Regions from separate parts of the Zea mays genome. Here region 2 is linked to region 1. A link is a contact called in public Hi-C data. All regions are on one chromosome and are shown on one strand. The core of a region is the stretch at or near the end of the contact, and the rest is flanking DNA. Distances in the headings are between cores, read along the strand shown.

Region 1 (7,686 bases), core at 2,619-5,118:
GTAGCGGGTTTTCTAAAGCTAGTGGAACTTTATAAAGGCCTCATAGTGTTACCCTGCCTCACTTCCTTGGTAGAGGTGTATGGGATTCATGACCCCTTGGCAGATGGGTAACATGACTTGTGGGTAAAGATGCGCAACCTCTGCAGAGTGTAAAACTGGTATACTAGTCATGCTCATGGTCATGAGCAGCTCAGACACTCACATGATTAATTTATGTAACTCAAATTCAATTTGTCATTTGCATTTGCATGAGATTATTTATTAATTTTGTTTCTATTATTTATTATGGTTTGGTATTTACTTACACTTAGTAACTGCTAATAAAATTTGACCAACTTATTAAAAGCAATGCTCAGCTTTAACCCCTACTGTTGATCAGCTTTACACATCACATGAACTCCCACCTTTGGTGAGTTCATGTCACATTATTTCCCTCAACTTGTTGAGCGATGAACATGTGTGAGCTCACCCTTGATGTCTCACACCCCCCACAGGAGAAGAACAGGTGGTTCAAGTGGAGCCACACAGCGAGGAGTTCGATTCAATCTAGGTGGCGTCTCCCAGTTGACTTTCTAGCGCCAAGGATGGATTTTAGTTCGATCTATATTTATATTTTATTTTGTAAGACTTCCGCTATGTAATAAGTACTCTGATTATATTGTGACATTTATCTCTATACACTCTGTTATTATATGTGTTGTCTTCTTTGGCGCATATATGAGATGCACCCGGCTTTGTCCCTTAAAACTGGGTGTGACAGAAGTGGTATCAGAGGAATGTTGACTGTAGGACGAAACCTAGATAGAACTGGACAACCATTGTCTACTTACCTTACTCTGATTCTTTTCTAAACTTATCTTAATCTTTTCTCATCTATTTCCGCTTTACTCTGATTATTCTTACATTTTCTTTCTAAAGACAAATGTGGATTTCACACTTTGAAATATTGTGCCTAAAGTGACCTTTATGAATAGGAGACCTACTCATAGAAACAAAAAGAAAACTATTTTTTATAGGTATCTATACGCTTGATTGTTTGTTCTTATGATATTTGTCTGATTTGGATCTTTGATTGAGTGTGATTAGTTGTGGAGTAATGTCCACAATTACATCTGCATATACGTATAGGCATAAATAGAATTCATAAGATAACTAAACAACTTAGATTATCCTCCATTAAAATGTATCTATTTCATAAAGATCCCTCTTATCTTAAAAGACTCTCTCTTATCTTAATAGATCTATCGTATCTTAAAAGATTCCCTCTTACCTTAATAAATTCGTCTTATCTTGAAGAGATTCTATCCTATCATAATAGATCTAACTAATATCAAAAGATTCTGTCTTATTCCTAGAGACTCATCTTGTCCTAATAAGCATACTTATCCCCACCACTTTGCTTATCTCCTAATAGTATAACAAACATGATCTATTCCAAAATAAATTTAGTAGATCCTATCTAGTCTAATCTGGTTACACCAATTTTCTGATCCCATCTAATCTGGTCAGATCTAATCTAACGGACAAACATGTTAGATAATACTGGTAAAATAAGATTGGATCCTACTCTGATAAATATGTTTTAACTTAAAATTGGAGTCTTAGTCCAACCTGACCATATGCAACTACCTTAACCACCCGATGGTTGCATAACCCCTTTGTTTTAACCTAACCGAGATTCTGACTTACCTACCCATATAATTTGTCATATCTCAAAAGGTTCTAACATGTCCTAATAATATTTAATCTACCCTGGTAGGTTTATCTAACTTAAACTAAGATTAATCCAGTTATATCCAATCTAATCTAGACCCTACCTAATCTAATATGGTCTAATATATGTTACAAGTATTAACTAAACCATATTCTTATAAATGGGTTTTAAACCTAAACGGGTATCTTAGACCAACTCGTCTGTGAAACCACGACCTCACCTATGTTATAGGTTGCCCAACCCATTTATCCCGAAAGCAAAGTAAAACTCTGTTTAACCTATCTACTCCATGTACCCGCAGTTGTTATCCCAACTTAGATAATGGCATAAAAAGAATTTCAGGTGTATAATATATATATATATATATACTGGAATTTCATAAAGAAAAGGGTCAGCTTGATACTCTTAACTAAATGATATTCTTAAATAGGATTATATAATCTAATGAGAGTCATTTAACAAGTGAGCACTAGTGAAATAAACTAGATCCTACTCCTATAAACCTTGTTCTCCTCTCATGCACTTAAACCTAAATTAGTGCAACAAACTAACTCAACCAAGAGCAAAAAGATTTAACTCAACCAGTAGAAACATGATGAATTGTATAATCTGACTATCCCCACCTAACATTAAACATACTTTTGAACTACATCATAGAGTCTATCTCACCCATATCTATCTCATCTTGATAGGTTCTATCTTACCTTTGGACATTCACCATATACAACTAGATATCCCAATCTTGACAAAAAACAAATATTAAACCCTACTGAAGAATCTTCAGATCATAACCGGTTACTAGCCTATTCATTCTACTGACCAAATAATTTCCCTTGCAAAACTATTTTGCCATATGCTTCTAACTCTCATGGTCAATGCCAGAAAGGGAAGATTATCAAGCAATAGCAAACAAAATGAATCCTTCAGATCCTCCACCGGTTGGAATCGACCAAGTGGTTGCCACCCAAATGATGCTAATACAACAAATGGCAAACATGGTTACCGAATTGCAAAATCAGATAAGACAAGAACGCGAGGAAATACGTTAGGACCGGCTGGACATACGTCAAGAAATAAGGCAAGCACGGTTGGAAAAACAACGACAACAACAACCTCCACCACCACCACCAGCTCCACCAAGCTACATAAACATATATATATATATATATAAATTACTACTATTCGTAAGATATAAATGTTACTTTAGTTAGTAGATGATATGATACTATTTTAGGAGGAATAATAAGGTCTAATTGACCTCATGTGTTGTTAATAAAGTATGCATCATGCTGAGATTTTTTATCGTGCATATGTGTTGAGACAATATGAATATTCACCCTTTCCTTACAAATCTCGAGGACGGGATTTCTGTTAAGGGGGTAGGATTTGTAATGCCCAAAATGTGTATAAGAAAAAATAATAAAATAAATATATGAGGAAATAAAAATAGTAAATTCAGATATCTCAAATTATACTTGAGTATTGAAAATTGAGGATAGAATCTTGAAAACCAAGAACTATTTTAGAAAAGGAGTAATAGAAATTTTTTCTATACAACTAAATGATTATGCATTTCATGAAATGATGCACCATAAGCAATCACTTTCATGAATATTTAATTTTTAAGTAATTTTAAACTCATGTCACGTAATGAAAATACCATTTTCCTAAAAAGAAAGGAACCATATGAGTGTGACTCATATTTCAAACATTTATCAAACAAATAAATCAATTAAAATAAATATATATCTATTGCTCCATAATTGATTGTGAGTATGTATTAAATTTGAATTCTTAAACTATATCCTAAATTAGAATTTGGAATTAGAATTTTGAAAGTCAAAAAGGAAATAAATGAGAAATGAAGGAAAGAAAAATAAACACTATGGAAAGGAAAATAATATTGATGCAAATAGTAGATGTTATATCTTAATGTGGGATGAGTTTTATATTTGGGATTTGAAACTTGAATTTGAAATTCAATTTGAGGATATACCAATCTAAATAGAAAATAACAAAAGAAAAGAATAAAAGAAAGAAGCCTGCTACCTGTTCTAGGCCACAGAACTAGAATTCGGCCAAGTTCCTTACCTCCTGCGGCCCATCCCGAAGCATCTTGTGCACGTCGCGCGCCTGCCACTGACTTGTGGGGCCGTAGGTCAGCCTCCACCGTTTTGACCACGCGCTTCCAAGTCACCGACGGATGGGCTCTGGCATCACTGTCGCTGGCCCGTGAACCCAACACGTCAGCTGGACCCCCTGCCGCTGTAGATCTTCCCCATGGTTGTTGTGTTGCTTGTGCCGTCAATCTCGCGGCCGCCTCCCCGGTTGGACTCCGTCGTCGGGGGTATAAATCGCGTGCCGCCACGCTCCTTGGACCAAGCCATTACCGATCTGCGCGCTCGCCTAGGATCCCATCGAAGCTCACCACCACCGAAAAGCCAGGACTCGTGCGCCGGTAACCTCGACCGCGACCGCCGCCGCGGTCCACCATCCTACACGTCGTTGCTGGCCACCTGGGAACGTCCGACAGTTGTCGCGTGGGCGCTCTTCACCTGGGCGTTGTTGGTGTGAGATCTGGGGCAGTGGGCGTAAGCCGGATTGGTCGCCGTGGTGTGCTCAACCTGGCGGAGCTACGCCACACCATCACTTGTTCGCATCTTCACATCGGCGGGGACACATACCCTAGGAGCTTCGCAATATCACACCAAGCGTACCCGTGGCGGTGGCGGGCTCTGACGGTGGAGGTAGAGGACTGGATTGCTCGCCGGAGTGCAACGAGAGCCTTAGTCCGCCCCACGCCCGGTTCTGCGCGCACGTCGTCGTGATTTCCGGTATGAGCCCCTTTCATAGTTTAGATTTGATCCTCGAGTGTTTAGATGGGTCCTGCGTAGTGAATCAAGCACCGTATCAATGTCTGGGCTGTCGCCGGCGATGTTCCGCCATATAGGGGCGGCGGCGCCGCTGTTCCAACCGTGAAGGGAGGAAGAGAGAACGTGGGCTAGAGATCTAGAATTCAAGGGCTAAGATTAGACGATCGCATACCCTTTCGCAGGATTCGGTCTGATCCGTTGATCTAGATCGGACGGATAGAATCAAATCCAGAATAATAAAATCCTCCCCGTCGCATTTGCATCCAACGGTTCTCGTCGCGTACCGTTTCACCGCCGCGCCGATCTAATCTAGGGCGCGGATTGACGATCCAACGGTCAGAAACCCTCGATACCCTTTCGCCCGGCTATTTTGTTAAAGAGCCCCTGTATTACTACTGAATCAACCCGCCGTCCAGTGTACAGGAGCCTGAATCTTAGAGAAATTGTGATTTAGGCCCTTGTTGTTCTCTATTTTTGTGTGCGAGATCGAGGGAGCAGTGAAAATAAATAAATAATTATAGAAAATGATTTCTAGTATATAAATAATTCCAGAAACTCATTTTATTCATAAAAATTCATATGAGGTCCAAATTAATCTATTCTAGTTCCTATAATTTTATAATAATGTTGTTTATCACATAGTGTCTCTGTTTTGACATAAAAACTATATTAAAATTAATCTCCTAATTAATCTAGTACCTAGCACATAGAACCTTCAGAAATTCATAACTTTATCGTTTTAATTCCGATTTGACTCGTTCAAGTTAAGTTAGTCTCGTACAAATATTTACTATGCAATAACAACATTTATTATACTATGTCTCATTATTTTATGATTAGATCTGTATTTAACTAATGTTGGTTAGTCTAGTTAAACTACTTATCATTATAGACTACTAGAATATGATCTATGGTCAATTTATAACTTAGATTAAAGTTGAGATAATTATTTATAGAATAATCTCTTATATGATTTATATTAACCAATTTATAATATAGTTTAACGTTTGAATCACAAAAATCCTCTATAAAATCATAACTCCTTACCGTAACTCTGATTTTAGTGGTTCTCGTTCCCACAATCTCATAGCAACGCGTAGATCATTATTATGCAGTATGTTCTTATGTTTTGTGTGATGTTAATTTTGTCTATACCATGTATGATTGTATTGCTACGACTAGCGGTGTGGTCACGAGGATCCAAAGAATCACCCTGGTAACTGGAATCTCAAGTGCCAGGCAAGTTGTGCCCTTGATCCACTTTTGTTACCCAATAATATTCTGTATTATCACTATTCATGCATAGGTTTAATTTTGATGGGACCTAATAGGTCACCATAGACTGTTTATCTTTTTACCTTGTTTACCCCTGAATCATTGGGTAGTTATGCTATTGCTTTACATAGTTTTTGGGTTAATATTTCATTATAGCCATGTTTCTATTATTTTGTTATGTTAACTATGTTCATGATAAGATCATTATGTTAATGGGAACATGGAGAACCACCCGGGAAAATAGTGCTACCACAAGGGTAGTATGGGATGCCTTTGGCTGACTAATTAGAAAAGCTAGTGGATGACTACCTTACCCGAAAGGGGCAATGGCAGTAAGGGAGTGGTTAGTGTAGGGAGGTCCTTCGGTTGATTTTGTTGCGATGGCGGTCAGGCGAGGAATCCCTGTATTGGAGCTTCCTAGAAACCGTAGCGGGTTTTCTGAAGCTAGTGGAACTTTATAAAGGCCTCGTAGTGTTACCCTGCCTCGCTTCCTTGATAGAGGTGTATGTGATTCATGACCCCTTGCCAGATGGGTAACATGACTTGTGGGTAAAGGTGCACAACCTCTGCAGAGTGTAAAACTGGTATACTAATCGTGCTCACGATCATGAGCAGCTCAGACACTCACATGATTAATTTATGTAACTTAAATTCAATTTGTCATTTGCATTTGCATGGGATTATTTATTAATTTTGTTCTATTATTTATTATGGTTTGGTATTTACTTACACTTAGTAACTGCTAATAAAATTTGACCAATTTATTAAAAGCAATGCTCAGCTTTAACCCCTACTGTTGATCAGCTTTACACATCACATGAACTCCCACCTTTGGTGAGTTCATGTCACATTATTCCCCTCAACTTGTTGAGCGATGAACATGTGTGAGCTCACCCTTGATGTCTCACACCCCCCCCCCCACAGGAGAAGAACAGGTGGTTCAAGTGGAGCCACACAGCGAGGAGTTCGATTCAATCTAGATGGCGTCTCCCAACTGACTTTCTAGCGCCAAGGATGGATTTTAGTTCGATCTATATTTATATTTTATTTTGTAAGACTTCCGCTATGTAATAAGTACTCTGATTAAATTGTGACATTTATCTCTATACACTCTGTTATTATATGTGTTGTCTTCTTTGGCGCATATATGAGATGCACCCGGCTTTGTCCCTTAAAACCGGGTGTGACAGAAGTGGTATGAGAGGAATGTTGACTGTAGAACGAAACCTAGATAGAACTGGACAACCATTGTCTACTTATCTTACTCTGATTCTTTTCTAAACTTATCTTAATCTTTTCTCATCTATTTCCGCTTTACTCTGATTATTCTTACATTTTCTTTCTAAAGACAAATGTGGATTTCACACTTTGAAATCTTGTGCCTAAAGTGACCTTTAGGAATAGGAGACCTACTCATAGAAACAAAAAAGAAAACTATTTTTTATAGGTATCTATACGCTTGATTGTTTGTTCTTATGATATTTTTCTGATTTGGATCTTTGATTGAGTGTGATTAGTTGTGGAGTAATGTCCACAATTACATCTGCATATACGTATAGGCATAAATAGAATTCATAAGATAACTAAACAACTCAGATTATCCTCCATTAAAATGTATCTATTTCATAGTGATCCCTCTTATCTTAAAAGACTCTCTCTTATCTTAATAGATCTATCGTATCTTAAAAGATTCCCTCTTACCTTAATAAATTCGTCTTATCTTGAAGAGATTCTATCCTATCATAATAGATCTAACTAATATCAAAAGATTCTATCTTATTCCTAGAGACTCATCTTGTCCTAATAAGCATACTTATCCCCACC
Region 2 (7,686 bases), core at 3,856-6,355, 150 kb after region 1:
TTCTGGCCGAACCAGTACCTGGGATCTAATCCCGGCCGTTCCAGCTGGATCCAACAGTTAGGATTCAGTTCCCCCCAGATCTAATCATGCGCGCCCAATCGCAGATCGACGGCTACAGGCTCTTCTTCATCCCTACGGTCATTCCGTGGCGGCGCAGACCCCATAGGCGGCGGTGACCTTGCCGGAGATCTCGAAGTCGGCGCCCCGGAGCCCCAAGGCCCACGGGAAGCGAGCTACGCGCAGAGGAGATTATGGCGCACAGGATGAGCGGGCACATACCACGTGATACGTGAGCAGGAGTTCTATCCACGGCGGAGGGCGGCAATCTTCTCTGCTACTTCTCGATTCGCACGGCAACGACGGCTAGTGTTGGGCCTATAGAAAAGGAGAGGGGAACCAGGCGCGTGGTTTATAACATGCCCAGGTCGGACTTCCCTGGACGTCCGGCTCCATAGGAGCATCAAGATTTTCCCCAACCGAATGCGTCGAGTTCAACGTTGGCGTCCGCCCGGCTCGGTGAAATCCGTTGCGGCAGCAAGTCCTCCGCGAGGTTGTTGAATCATCTATGCAGATGGGCCCATGTGGCAGTGGCAGACGCGAGGCTGTACTCATGCGCAAATTTTCTGTCATGTGGGCCCCGCGTGGAGGTGGAAGGAGTGCAGGAGATGGCGCGGGCTGAGCAGGGTTGGGCTAGTGCGCTGGGGAGAGTGGTCCTTGGGATGGGCCAGGAGGAAAGAATTCGGCCCACGCGACACTCTTTGGGGTTCTTTTCTTTTGTTAATTTTCTGCTTGGTTTTAAATTTTAAGTGCTCAATTTAAATCCAAATTATCATCTTTGAATTTCAGATTTTATGAGTGCCAAAATTAGTAATAATATAATACATGTTGTTTACTATATTATTATTTATATTTTTTTCTTGTTATTCATTTATAGGGGAAATAATAGGGTTCCATGAATATTTCCTTCCTCATTTTCTAGTTTATGCTTTTATTTAAAAATTGGAGGTCAAGTTTAAGTTTAAAATAGAATGTGTCACTACAAAATCTTCATCAAGAGATCAACCTTCTCTTTATCAATTTATTAGTTACTGAACAAATTTAATATTATTGTTTGAATGTGAGGAGGGAGAATTCCTAATAGATTTCAAGAGTCTTCAAAATTCTCATCACACTTATTATATATATTTTTATCTCTTTATTTTATTATTTCATGATATATAATTTTTTTTCTTCCACCAAAATTTGGGCTTTACATGCAAGCGCACCCGACCTGGGCGCGGGACAAACACGAAGGCCGCGGGTTTCCCCTTTTTATGCCTGTCTCCCTCCGGCTTTCCCCCCTTCGCGCTCCGTCTCGCGCCGACCCATCTGGGCTGGGGCACGCGGCGACAATTTACTCGTCGGTCCAGGGACCCCCTGGGGTCGAAACGCCGATAGTACTGTTGACTGTGCGAGCTTCGGACTCCTCCCTGAAATCTCGCTGCTGATGGGTCTGTTGGCTCCCTTCTAGCTGCTGACCTCGTGAATATACAGGTTGTAGTGGTGGCGGAGGTGGGGGCTGTGGCCAAGATGCCTGTGGCTGACTAGCCGAAGCAACAGACGCTGCAGGATGGTTACCCACATACTCTGGTATGTAGGGTGAGTGATACGAAGCAGTATGCATGACGTGCTTCGGCTGGTTTTGCTGAGTTGCGGCTTCTGCTATTTCCTTTTGTTTCTGAATGGTGACATGGCACATCCTTGTAGTATGGCCCTTGTCCTCACCACAGAATAAGCAATAAATTTTTCTAGGTTGATCCCCAAACCTTCCTCCGAAGCCCCTGGCGCCTCTGCCTCTTGGAGCTGGTGGCCGGAAAGAGCTTTGTTGCTGCCCCGAAGCTTGCGAGGAATATTGTGGCCTCTGTTGTTGACTTCCTCTGTTGTCACTCTGGGTGGAGTGGATTGACCTGACATGCCTTGGGTGGATTCTTCCTTTGAAGCCCCTGGTCATCTCAGAGAACCTGTAGGCTTCCTCCCTTCTTTGGCGAAAGTCATTGTCAGCCCGGATGTATTCATCCATCTTTTGAAGCAGCTTCTCCAAAGTCTGTAGAGGCTTTCTAGCAAAATACTGGGCAGTAGGTCCTGGACAAAGCCCCTTGATCAAGGCCTCAATGGCAATTTCATTGGGCACTGTAGGCGCTTGTGCTCTCAAACGCAAGAACCTTCGGACGTATGCCTGGAGATACTCCTCATGATCTTGCGTGCATTTAAATAGAGCCTGAGCTGTGACTGGCTTCGTCTGAAAGCCCTGGAAACTTGTCACTAGCATATCCTTGAGCTTCTGCCATGAAGTAATAGTTCCTGGCCGAAGAGAAGAATACCACGTTTGGGCCATATTCTTAACTGCCATGACGAAGGACTTGGCCATGACAGCTGCATTGCCTCCGTATGAAGATATAGTTGCTTCATAACTCATCAAAAACTGCTTCGGGTCTGAATGTCCATCATACATGGGGAGCTGAGGTGGCTTGTATGATGGAGGCCATGGGATAGCCTGCAGTTCTGCTGCCAAGGGAGAAGCATCGTCAAAGGTAAAGGTATCATGATTGAAATCATCATAACATCCATCCTCGTTGAAGAAGCCTTCTTGGTGAAGCTCCCTATGTTGGGGCCTTCGCTCTTGTTCGTCTTGAGCAAGATGGCGTACTTCTTTAGTGGCTTCGTCAATCTGCCTTTGAAGATCAGCTAGTCGGGCCATCTTCTCCTTCTTCCTTTGTACTTGTTGATGAAGCATCTCCATGTTTCTAATTTCTTGGTCCAACTCCTCCTCCTGGAGTGTTGGACTAGTGGCCTTCCTCTTCTGGCTTCGGGCCTCTCGAAGAGAAAGGGTGTCCTGGTTTGGGTCCAGTGGCTGCAGAGCGTAGGGCTGGGCAAAAAACCCGTAACCCGAAACCCGAACCCGAACCCGAAATACCCGGAACCCGAATTTTGTTCGGGAATTTCGGGTAGCAACTTGCAAAACCCGAATTTATTTTGGGTAATTCGGGTATCACAATCGGGTACCCGAAATACCCGAATTACCCGAACTTTCATGTGTCATGTACTCATGTCATGCTTAATTTTTAATTTGTACATCTATAATTATGTGTAAGTGTGCATAACTTGTGATTATAGATAGCTTATGTTTTATATGTCCATGTATATCATTATTCAACCTATGTTTTTATACTAATTTAATAGAGTATATGTGTTTTTATGAAGCCAACATAATAGTTCGGGTAGTTCGGGAATACCCGAACCCGAACCCGAAATTCCGGGTACCCGAATTTTCGGGTATTGCAAAACCCGTTGTAATTTTGGGTATCAATTCTCAAAACCCGAAATTTTAAAAACCCGAATTACCCGACCCGAAAATTTCGGGTAACCCGAACGCCCACCCCTAGCAGAGCGGCAGCCCCTGTCGCTGAAGCTTTCTTCTGTGGCATGACTAAGGTCAGTGCTTGCCGAAGGTGGTCGAAAAGGATTCATCGGAGGTGGGCGCCAATGTTGGGGACTTGTTCTCAAATGCTATGAGTTAAGAACAAGGCAACACAAAAAAATGTCAAACGTTAATGCCCTTCGTCCTCCGAGACATTATTTCCCTTAGGATATAATGATCTTCAGACGAAGGTCATGAAGGACATACCTTCATCATTGCAATATGCGATAATAAAAGGAGAATCATATAGAATGTAAGAGATAACATGAATAATTATGTAATATTATCAGCTCATTTCTATTTTATTATCATGGACAAATAGAAATGATATCACATTACAAGTGTACCTTCGGCTTGATAGAAGGTAAAAGAACGAGTGTGACGCACGAGCAAATACAAGTCAGCGTGAACAGTATGGGAGCACTGTTCATCTATTTATAGGCACGGGACGCAGCCCATGTAAAATTACACTCATGCCCTTTACATTTACTAATGACTCTATAGTGATCCATCGAGGTCTAAATGGTCTTTTCCCTTTTAAGTCGGTTCCCTTTTCTGCTGTCATGCCGAAGCTCCCTTGCTCGTAACTTCGGCGCTACGTCAACCTTCGTATTCTTTGTGCTTCTTACACTGTGGTTCTGATCCGAGTCCGAAGGTACCTGTTCATGTATTATACTCCAGAAATATCGTTAAATTATGTTTTTGAGAACCTTCGGAAGACGAAGGCACCCAACAAAAGGCTTTTGAAAATCTCTTGCTTTCAACCGAAAACTTTCTTCGAGATTCCGGATTTTTAAACAATAGGCCATCATCTTATCTTCCATGCATATCCACTTTTTGTTGACTTATTACGAGCATCAAGTCTCCTATGACTCAGATGCAGCGTATGCCAAGGGTAATTGATATAATCGTACTCGACAAAAATATTTGAAGTAGGAAAATGTATTTATAACATATATCTAAGTGCCCCTTCTTAGATATAAGTTATAAAATAGAATAAAATATAGCGACTAAAACTTAGTCTCTAAAAACTAAACACTTCTTAAAAGTAGTTCTAAGCTGATATTGATTCTTTGGCGACTGATTATGTACAATAAAAGAAGTTATGAATCAAAATCTATTTTAAAGCTAATTTGAAAACCCTGTTTTTTTATGGGTTTTTTATTTTTTTTAAAAAAAATAGTTAATTTTCGCTTGGGAAAATAGAAGCCTATCTTTAAAATGGACTTTTTAAACTAGCCCTTACATATCTTTTTTATATAATCAAATGCGACTGTTACTTTTGAACGGATGGAGTAATGAATTTTAAAAGTAAAATATTTTATAATTTGAGCACTCTTAATTACAATTATTTATGCCAGTGGCCTAAAGTCGACGCGCGGCTCGCGCCTGCGTTTCTACTTTCTAGCATCTCTGATTCGGCAGGAGATAATTAAATTTTTGCCGCTCACAATATTATCTTCTTGTTATAATTATCACTGTGTCTATAAATTATGAGTCCTGCTTAGTTTATAAAATGTAGGTCTAATGACAATTTTATAAACCTTTTTATTATTGATGGCAGAATCTCTCGATTCGGCAGTATGCCAATAGAATTGACAAAGCTTAATGATAGCCACACGGATCAAGCAGCACTCACCAAACCACATTTGATGGCCACATCACCCCTGAGCTGCTTCTCCGCGCGTCCCAGACCCAGATCTCCGGGCACCGCCGTCTGGTTGCTTCCGGCCGCCGTTCTCCTCCTCCTCCTCAACCGGTGGTCGCACATGGCCTCTTACCCTTCTGTCTCCCCTCGTAACGACCCCTCTTAAACCATCCATTCCTTTGCAGTTTCTTGATTTCCACCAATAATTTGTTCCAGTCGTGAAATCTCGCCCCCCTTTCCTGGTTTTTGTGTCAGGTGGCTCCGGCTCGGTGCAGGTCGGGCGCGCCGAGCTTTACTCGAAGATGGCGCGTGACCTCGACGAGCGCGGCGCGGCGTTCCTGAAGGGCGGCGAGACGTCGCAGTCGCTCACGCTCTCGGACCTCTTCGACACCGCAGATGACGGCGCCGTCGTACCCAGGCTCAAGGTGCGGGCTTTCTTCACCAGCCCCGTGTCCTGCTCGTCACGCTGGTTGACATGTAGCTGGTTGTGGCTTATGATGGTGTCGCTGAACTGAAATGTGCTTGGCAGGCCGCCGACCCGCCAGTGCGCGCGAATGTGCTCTATATGGACCCCAAGTTCGCCGCTGTGATCTCGTGAGTGGTGACCTTTGCCAAAATCCGCAGGCAACTTGCTGTTAATTGTTCCTGAAGCGATGCTCTCTCCTTACAAGGGAGAAGAACTAAGTTAGCCCGTGATTGGTCAGATGGCTGTATAAGTTCCTTTGGGAGGTCAGGTCAGGGCAGTGCTCATTCAGTATGTTTTGGGCTTGCAGGAAAGCTGTAAAGGACGTGTTTCTTCCTTATTTTGACCAAGGTACAGCTTCTATGCTATGGCATCCATACATGTACAACTGTAGAATTTTCACCTGCTGAATTCATGGCCTGACATTTAAATGATGCTAAATAGAGTTGTCACTTACCAGTTCAGTTGCCTGCTGACTGATTGGTTAGTGTCACAGAAACCGACAGCTTTTTTGAGCACTTTGCTTGGTTGATTTGTTTTGCAGCTATCTGGTTCCAAAATACGAGCATGTATCACTTCAGCATGTTTCATGCCTCCCATCACTTGGAGCCCATTGTAGCAACTGAGGATGAGGTGAGTGCACCCTCTGATTGACGTGAGCATGGCAGTTGAAGTTTTCACTGACATATCTATATGTGATATCTTTGAGATTGAAGCCGAAGTGGAGGCAGTAAAAGGTGTCACCAAGAATTTGTGTCCGCTTAAAATTGTATTGGACAGAGTGGTTTTGACCTCAACCGGTGTGCTTCTTGGCCTGTGGCAGGTTTTGATCTCAAGAGACCCTGTTCTGTATGATTTTTTTCTGATTGATATTAAGCTCATGTAACCTTAGTTTGCAATCCTCTACCCTGAGTTCCTGAGAAGTATTCAAACTGAAATATAGGTAATGGTATTTGGTGTGTTTAGGTTGAATCTGGTACTGATCCTGCAGAAATCCGCTCAAGATTGAGAGAAGCTCTTCCTCGTGCACCTCAAAAGCAACTGGTATGAGCAGCTCAAGATTTGATATAACTGTTAACATCTGCCTAACTTGACTTTTATACCAACGCCAAGAGGTAGCATTATCTTGATAAAGAAACATCAACAAAACATCTGCCGAACAAATTAATTTTGGTATCTGGCTGAATTTATTGTTCAAATATAGTGGTGCAGTACGTGGTTATTGTACAGATGGCTATTTACATAATATCTTGCAGATTTCAATTAATCTGTCACCTGACCTGATTTTTTTTTCTGACAGTATGACCCTGTTCTGCTTCACACCTCGTTTGCACGAATTCTGGGACATCCCAGGCTCCCTAAAGAGGTATCTCAATTCTATCTTTCCATCAATGTTAAGGCTTGTTTTATTTTTTGACAGTTAAACTTGCAAGCTTTGATCAAGAATATGTTAAATTATACTATATATGTTAGTGTACTAAAATTGCATCGATAAATTTGTGTTCAATCCTCAAAGTATTTTTAGGATGGTGTTGATTTTGCAACAATTGACAATATATTGTTATTTAAGAGAAAGTAGAGGTACAGATATAATTTTAAATACTACCACCTTCCAAAATATGCTTTACATTGACGGCATATATAGTATTTGGTCGCTAGAAGATGTTTACATTCAAACTACTGTGCAGCTAAGTTCTTAAGTAAAACCACATAATAAACCCACAGACTAGGATTCAGAGTCTGTCCAGAAACCTCTGTGGCTCTGTGCAGTACTGCAGAGGCATTATAAAGTTACTGATATGGAAGGCTGCCCTCCCATTCTAGCCCACATGCCAGTGACACTTAATGCCTCTGCAGTACTTCAGGGGATACGAGTCTGTTCAGAACTGCTGTGGCTTATAGATAATGTTTCCTCTTTATTTTGCAACTTAAGGATGCATAATCAAATGTAAATTTTAAACACTTCATCTTTTTTTTTTGAGGGCAACTTTCTTCATCTAATTTTATCTACATGATAGTGCATGGAAGTACAGTAATCATAGAGCAGATAATGCAGTCGTACCTTTTGGATGTTTGCTTTGGTACACCCTTCAATTGTTTATCGTTTAATCTCGTGTG

What was found. A called contact is a pair of places that touch in the nucleus more often than the background predicts.
Region 2: a contact with region 1 is called in a Hi-C map of leaf, with 4 times the contacts expected there. The contact joins the promoter of LOC100191215 here to the enhancer-like site in region 1. A contact is called at or near these places in 2 of 25 Hi-C or Micro-C datasets (endosperm and leaf).

Annotation. Positions count from the first base shown.
Region 1 is chr10:73,949,778-73,957,463 of Zm-B73-REFERENCE-NAM-5.0, forward strand. No RefSeq gene overlaps it. Among protein-coding and RNA genes, the nearest start is that of LOC103641219, 59 kb to the right of the region's middle. Within about 2 kb of position 3,869, at least 18 of the 20 cell types and tissues checked have an H3K27ac peak or open chromatin away from gene starts, as enhancers often do. A contact at or near this core is called in leaf, where this site is marked.
Region 2 is chr10:74,098,079-74,105,764 of Zm-B73-REFERENCE-NAM-5.0, forward strand. It overlaps LOC100191215, which reads left to right and starts at 5,106. Exons shown (of 10, transcript NM_001136649.1): 1 at 5,106-5,254; 2 at 5,361-5,530; 3 at 5,635-5,699; 4 at 5,879-5,919; 5 at 6,113-6,201; 6 at 6,278-6,391; 7 at 6,535-6,612; 8 at 6,869-6,934. The coding sequence starts at 5,110.